Regions from separate parts of the Capra hircus genome. Here region 2 is linked to region 1. A link is a contact called in public Hi-C data. All regions are on one chromosome and are shown on one strand. The core of a region is the stretch at or near the end of the contact, and the rest is flanking DNA. Distances in the headings are between cores, read along the strand shown. Region 1 has its middle 49 kb from the start of RPS6KA1. Region 2 holds the start of SFN (14-3-3 protein sigma).

Region 1 (3,294 bases), core at 374-2,873:
CTCCGGCTTTTCTTGTTGTAGAGCATGGGTTCTAGAGCCCACAGGCTTAGTTGTTGCGGCAAGGCATATGGGCTTAGTTGCCCCGAAGGGGATTGAACCTGCATCTCCTGCATTGGAGGTGGATTCTTAACCACTAGATCACCAGGGAAGTCCCCCCAGGGCCTTTCTTATGCAATGCTGATCCTGCTAGTCTTGGCTAAACAGAGGGAACTTAGGCAAGTCACAGGCCTGGGGAGGGGGCCCTCTCCTGATACAAATGTGGCCAGCTTTGTGGTCAGAGATTTAGGGTTTCAATCCAGCAGTAGGCTTCCTTCCATTCTCAGATGCCTGTGCCTTGGCTAAATCACTTATCCGCCCAGACAGGCAAGGAGCGCTGGTCTTAGCATCTTCAGTGCATGTCTAGCATGTCTACTAAGTGCTGGGATGAGAACACTGTTCCACATACTAGTCAAGTGAAAGTCTAATATCTGCTCCCCTGGGCGCAATTTTAGGGGATCACAAACCCCTCTGAAAATCTGATGGAAACCCTGAACCTTCTCCCCCAGAAAACTACACAAGCATACACCCTTTTACATATCATTTCCTTGTTTCTGGGAAGCCCATGGACCTCAAGTTAAGGCCCCTGGTTCTGGAGGGTCTCTTTCAGCTCTGAATGTTCTATCAAGCATTCTTGCAACATAGCTACCATTTTCTGCACCTAGTCTCTGCTAGAGCCTTCACTCTTATGACCCTCTGAGGATGGTTTGCAAATGAGGAAAACGAAATTCAGAGAGGTCAAGTGACTTGCCCAAGATCACACAGCCTGTCATGGCTGATGTTGAGATCTGACTTCACTCTCGTGCCTTCGGATTCTAATCCTCTACTCCCTCCTCCAGGTGAGAATATTCAGTCCCTGTCAGTTGCTCCCTGATGCTCACACAAAGGGTCTGGGACCTGGAACGCTTTGTAATAACAGAAGGAATGACTGTCCCGACCCAGTCCTCTGGTAAGAAGATTCCGCAATGGGTGAGTGACGCCAGGCCCAGCCCAGGTGCAGATCTCAGACTCTGCTCAAACATGTGTCATCTGCCCCTTGATTTCTCAATTTAGCCCACAGCCTGAGGAGTGGGTGTGGAGCGGAAGAAGGGAAGAGAAACAGAGGAAATTACTTATAAAAAGAAGTTTCAGATTGAGTCACACACATGAGTTATAACTCAGAAAGGCGCTCTGAGGTAGGAGAGGAAAAGACAGAGACAGCCGTTTTGAGAGGGTTCCTTCTTCTCATAGGACAAAGATGTTCAGGCGAGTTGACTGGTATCTCTGCTCTGGAGACAGAAAGGCAGAGAGGCAGAGGAGTCTGTGCTCTGGGAGGAGGCAGTGGGTAGTAGTGTTAGCAACACGTGTTAAGCATTTCCTATGTGTCAGGCCCTGTGAAAAGTGCTTCTGAGGCGGTGCTTAGTTTTACCTTTACCAGAGTAGCCACTACTATTAATTCCCACTTTAAAGAAGGGGAAATTGAGGCAGAAAGGCTAAATGACTTGCCCAAGGTCACACAGACTAGTGGTCAACATTGGATTCTAACCCAGAAATGCTCATACTTCAAGAAAAAAAGTAAACCATGTGGAGTCTTGCCCCAAGGCTACTGAGCAAGGCCTTGCACCAAGGCTACAGAAGCAGCATCTAGAAACAAGGTCGTCTTGGGGACTGACTGAGCTCCTTTGTAACCGCTGCCACAAGCCCCCCTGATTATCACCAGTAGGCTTCCTGACCCCAGTTCGGTTCAGTTCAGTCTCTCAGTGGTGTCTGGCTCTTTGCGACCCCGTGGACTGTAGCACGGCAGGCTTCCCTGTCCTTCACCAGCTCCTGGAACTTTCTCAAACTCATGTCCATCCAACCATCTCATCCTCTGTTGCCCCCTGCTCCTCCCGCCTTCAATCTTTCCCAGCATCAGGGTCTTTTCCAATGAGTCAGTTCTTCGCATCAGGTGGCCAAAATATTGGATCCCATATTAGGCAAAAATGCCCACCTCAGTGCTCACCCTATAGTGCCCTAACTAGTCACCTAACTTCCCTGGTACCTCAGATGGTAAAGGATCTGCCTGCAACACAGGAGACCTGGGTTTGATCCCTAGGTTCGGAAGATCCCCGGGAGAAGGGAACAGCTACCCACTCCAGTATTCTTGCCTGGAGAATGCCTATGGACAGAGGAGCCTGGCGGGCTACAGTCCATGGGGTTGTCAAGAGTCGGACATGACTGAGCGATTTTCACTTCACAATGCCAACCTTCCAGCAGGAATTTTCTTTGTCTTGAGGCTATAAAAATTGGCTATTAACCCACGAAAAGCGTCAGTTCTCCCTTGAGTCACCCCCTGTTCTAACAGCGTCTCAGTCAACTCTCGCCGGCCTGTCAGGAAGTCAACCCCCTGTGCTCACCGCACCCTCGTTATCTCTGCTCTCTGCTCTTAATAAATTCACTCGCTTTTAAAATGCTCTGTGTCTGGAAATTCTTTTCCAACCCGCGCTTGGACTGCCACAACAAACAAAACCAGGACAGCTCTGACCGGAGTCCGTGCTTAACCCCAGACTCTGGGTTTCTTCCTACGTTCTGTTTGACGTTTGCTTTTAACCGACACTCTGTAGACACACCCTCTCCTTTAACACTCATATCAGCCCCTTTGACCATTGGGGAAACCTCAGAGGAGTGAAATGACTCGCCCAAGGTCAAACAGCAGGTCAGCCTTGGGGCTGGGGTGTGACTGCAGATCCAGCTGTTTCCACCACCACCACCTGCCTTCAGGGATGAGTTGGGCTAGAGGGCCCACTGCACAGCCCGGGGGAGGCTGCTCACCTCCACATCTGTGTCTCTTGACAGCACAATCTTTGCCCTGTGTCTGCAGCTGCTTCCCTGAGGGTGGGGAGGGGGGTGTCCTTTAGATTTCCCTCCTGTTACTGCTGAGTCATTTCTCCCTCGAGTCCTTGGAGTTAGTGGGAACCCCCTCAAGAAATGGAAGCTACGCAGAAGACCTAGGTTCAAAGCAGAGGAACCTTCTTGCCGTGCGGGGGACTGCCTTGTGATGTGGTGGGGGGGTCTCCGTAATTGCTGGCAGTATCTGAGTAGAAACGGGAGAACCATCTGTTGGAGATTCCTGTCGTGGGTGGAGACTGGGTTGAGGCCTTTAGAGCCCTTTTAACTGTGAAATTTTACAAGTCAGTGTGGGATGAAATGTAGGCTGTACAGCAAAGTGGCCTAGAATGAGCTTTGGGGCCAAATAGCATGCGTGCTTGCTTAGTTGCTTCAGTCATGTACAACTCTTTG
Region 2 (3,294 bases), core at 544-3,043, 220 kb before region 1:
CGGTCTTCTCCTCAGACCTGAGCTTTTAATGGCGGCGTCATACCCGCCCCCTGGTGATACTTCCCTCCGCTCAGATCTGATGGGACTGTTCCCCGCTTTCAGGTCTGGGGTGCTCAGTGCCGCTCACTGCGGCGTACCCCTCCGACCTCACCCCGGAGACTGTCCCCTCCACCTGAGCGCTTCAGCCTCCCACCCCACGTTCCTGGCAGAGGAGTCTCCAAGCCGCCTTGGCGCTGCTCACCCGACCCTCCCGGGATAGGACCAGTTTGAGGGGACTAGACCAGACCCTGATGGAGAGGGCTGGATCCCCAGCCTCTCTCCTGGCTCCAGAGTCTTGCCTGCGAGTCACTGAGCCAGCCCCAAGGAGGTCAGGGTCTCTGTAACTCACACACCAATCCCTGTCCCGCCCTTCCGCAATAACTGAAAAAGACAGGCGGAGTGTCACAGGGCAACTTTATTGAGAGGAAACATGGTCACACCCAGCAGACATGCTCTCCCTCTCATCCTGGGTCCTGGTTGCTGCACAACACACACACACACACAGGCGCACACACACACCTTCATCACCAACCTCTGCCACACAGTTCGGTTTTCAGCTCTAAGGATGGGACACTCCTCAATTCCTAAGATCCATAGGTAGCAGGGGCGGGAGGGGGTTGGAGTGGGGAGGAAGTGGTCAGGGTGGGGGGGTGTCTGGGACGGGGGGCGGGGGTGGAGACAGAGAGCAGGGCTGGATGATGACCAGTGGCCAGGAGCCCCTGACAGCTGCAGGAAGTATGGAATCCTCTGGCTCCAGGGGGACTCGGCTCTGCTTGTCCCTCTCTATGGAGCCTTTCTGAGCTGGGCCAGAGCGTTTGGGGAGAAGAGTCGGGCCTCCCACCCCATACAAGTCCTCTCTGCCGGGAGTGGGGGACTGGAGCGGGCAGGGTAGGGCAGGGCGTGCAGCGGGTGCGGCTCAGCTCTGGGGCTCCTCGGGAGCCTCGCCCCCTTCTTCCCCGGCGTTGTCTGCCGTCCACAGCGTCAGGTTGTCTCGCAACAGCTGCATGATGAGGGTGCTATCTTTGTAGGAGTCCTCGCTGAGGGTGTGCAGGTCGGCCATGGCCTCGTCGAAGGTGGTCTTGGCCAGAGAGATGGCCTCCTCGGGGCTGTTGGCGATCTCATAGTGGAAGACGGAAAAGTTCAGGGCCAGGCCCAGGCGGATGGGGTTGGTGGGCGGCATCTCCTTCTTGCTGATGTCCATGGCCTCCTGGTAGGCCGACCGGGCTGAGTCGATGATGCGCTTCTTGTCGTCGCCAGTGGCCACTTCGGCCAGGTAGCGGTAGTAGTCGCCCTTCATTTTCAGGTAGAAGACCCGACTTTCGGCGTCACCGGCCTCCTTGATGAGGTGGGTGTCCAGCAAGCCCAGCACTGTGTCGCACACGCCCCGGAGCTCCGTCTCCACCTTCTCTCGGTACTCTTGCACCTCCGGGCCCTTCTCTTCCGAGCTTTCTTCATTGCTCTTTTGCTCGATACTGGACAGGACCCTCCACGCCGCCCGCTGGCCACCCACCACGTTCTTGTAGGCCACTGAAAGCAGGTTGCGCTCTTCGCAGGATAGCTCCTCGCCCTTTTCCACAGCGCTCTTCATGAAAGCTGCCATGTCTTCATAGCGTTCGGCCTGCTCGGCTAACTTGGCCTTCTGGATCAGACTGGCTCTCTCCATGGCTCTGGGGACAGGCAGACAGGCAGGCGGCGGGCTAACTGGCTGCCTCGGAACCAAGGCCGGGTTCTGTGCTTCTCCTGCTCTCTGCCCGCCTTTTGGCTGGAAGGCCAGGCCCAGAGAGGGGTGGGAGGGGCAGAGGGCGGGGCTAGGGCCCCGGACCTGCCTCCCTCTCCTCTTCGCCCCCACACCCTTTCCGCTCTTCCTTAAAGGTAAAAGGGCTGGGATGGCGGGTAGGGAGGCGGGGGCCGGGGGTGAGTCATCCGGACTGTCAGCGGGAGAGATTTGGGCGTTGGCCTCACCTGCACCGACACCTTTCCAGGCCCCAGGCTGCCCGCTTTGGTTCAGGGTTTCTATTACATGCCTACCGTAGGTAGCTGTCCCAGTTGCTCAAATCAGATCCTCCTTCACCGTGTTCTTACACGGGTTGAGGATGGCTTCAGCTACCTGGCCGCTATGGGCCTAGGCAGAGCCCATAAAGCCAGGTGCAGGAGGATGGGGTTCCCAGTCCTGCCAGGTGTGTTTCCCGTATTGGTTCAGGAGAGATAACTCTTTGTTTAGGTAGGGCGGTAGCTAGCTTCCCAAGCGCCTTCATACCCATGATCTAACTTAATCTAACCTGCTCTGTCTGTGTGAAATGGGCAAGTCTGTGACACTACTCCCACTGTAGAGGCGGGAACGCTAAGGCTCAGAGAAAGATGAGAGTTGCTCACAGTCACACAGCTACTAAATTTGGCTTTGCTCCCATCAAGTCTTTTGACTTGTGAGCTCCAGACTATTTAAAAGTGACATGCAGGCTTCTTCCGGAGTCTACCTGAAATGGTTCTACCCACCACCCCTCACTCCTCCTCAGGATCCTGTCCCCTCTGAGCTCCCAGAATGCAAAAGTGGCAGCTTTCAGAGTGCCACTTAATGAGGTGTTTAACGAGCGGCCTCTGACGCTCTGGCCCAGCCTTTGTAATTAGTCACCCAGTAGGTTTTTTGGATACCTTCCCCATCACAGCACAATTTTCCCTTTCAAGTTGGTGGCCTGTTGCCACTTGTCTGAGGACTTGCCCTCTGGCTGTCCACACCAGGTCACCTGCCCCCCCGTCTGCCATCATGTGTCAGTGGGGCGCACAGAGGGTGGGGACCCAGCTCACTGGCTGTTCCACTTTCCTGCCTAACTCAGTCCCGCCCTCTGTCAGAGGCAGGGATGCCCGCCACCTGGGTACCCTGCCCAGCTGGGTACCAGGAGGGGGGGAAACGCTAGCAACTGGGGAGAAAAGACAGGACCAAGGCGATGGAGGCGGCTGTGACGCATGTCGTTTCGTTTTATGGGGCAGCAGTCCCAGCTGAGCGCTGCCTTCCTCTTCCCCCCAGCTGAATGAGCCTGCCTCTCAGAAGTTTCCCTGCCCTTCCCTCTGACCACGGCCCCACTTCTGATTCCTGGCAGAAGCCTCAGAGATGGAGACTTCTCTGTTGCCAATCTTTTGTCCCTGTTCACTGAGACCCTGTCTCTGTGTCAGTTGAAATTTTCACCCAAAGGTGTTGGCATTGCACCTAGGAGGGTGGGTTCCTGCTTGTCTGCTCTACCTCTAGCCAAAGCTCAGATG

Evidence for each region. Hi-C and Micro-C count contacts between places; a contact is called where the count stands out from the background.
Region 2: a Hi-C map of blood shows a contact between it and region 1, with 2.0 times the contacts expected there. The contact joins the promoter of SFN here to the enhancer-like site in region 1. A contact is called at or near these places in 2 of 5 Hi-C or Micro-C datasets (both in blood).

The regions. Positions count from the first base shown.
Region 1 is chr2:9,409,815-9,413,108 of ARS1.2, reverse strand. No RefSeq gene overlaps it. Among named protein-coding and RNA genes, the nearest start is that of RPS6KA1, 49 kb to the right of the region's middle. Within about 2 kb of position 1,623, at least 2 of the 5 cell types and tissues checked have an H3K27ac peak or open chromatin away from gene starts, as enhancers often do.
Region 2 is chr2:9,630,412-9,633,705 of ARS1.2, reverse strand. It overlaps SFN (14-3-3 protein sigma), which reads right to left and starts at 1,793. Exons shown (of 1, transcript XM_005676807.3): 1 at 437-1,793. The coding sequence starts at 1,702. The coding sequence ends at 956.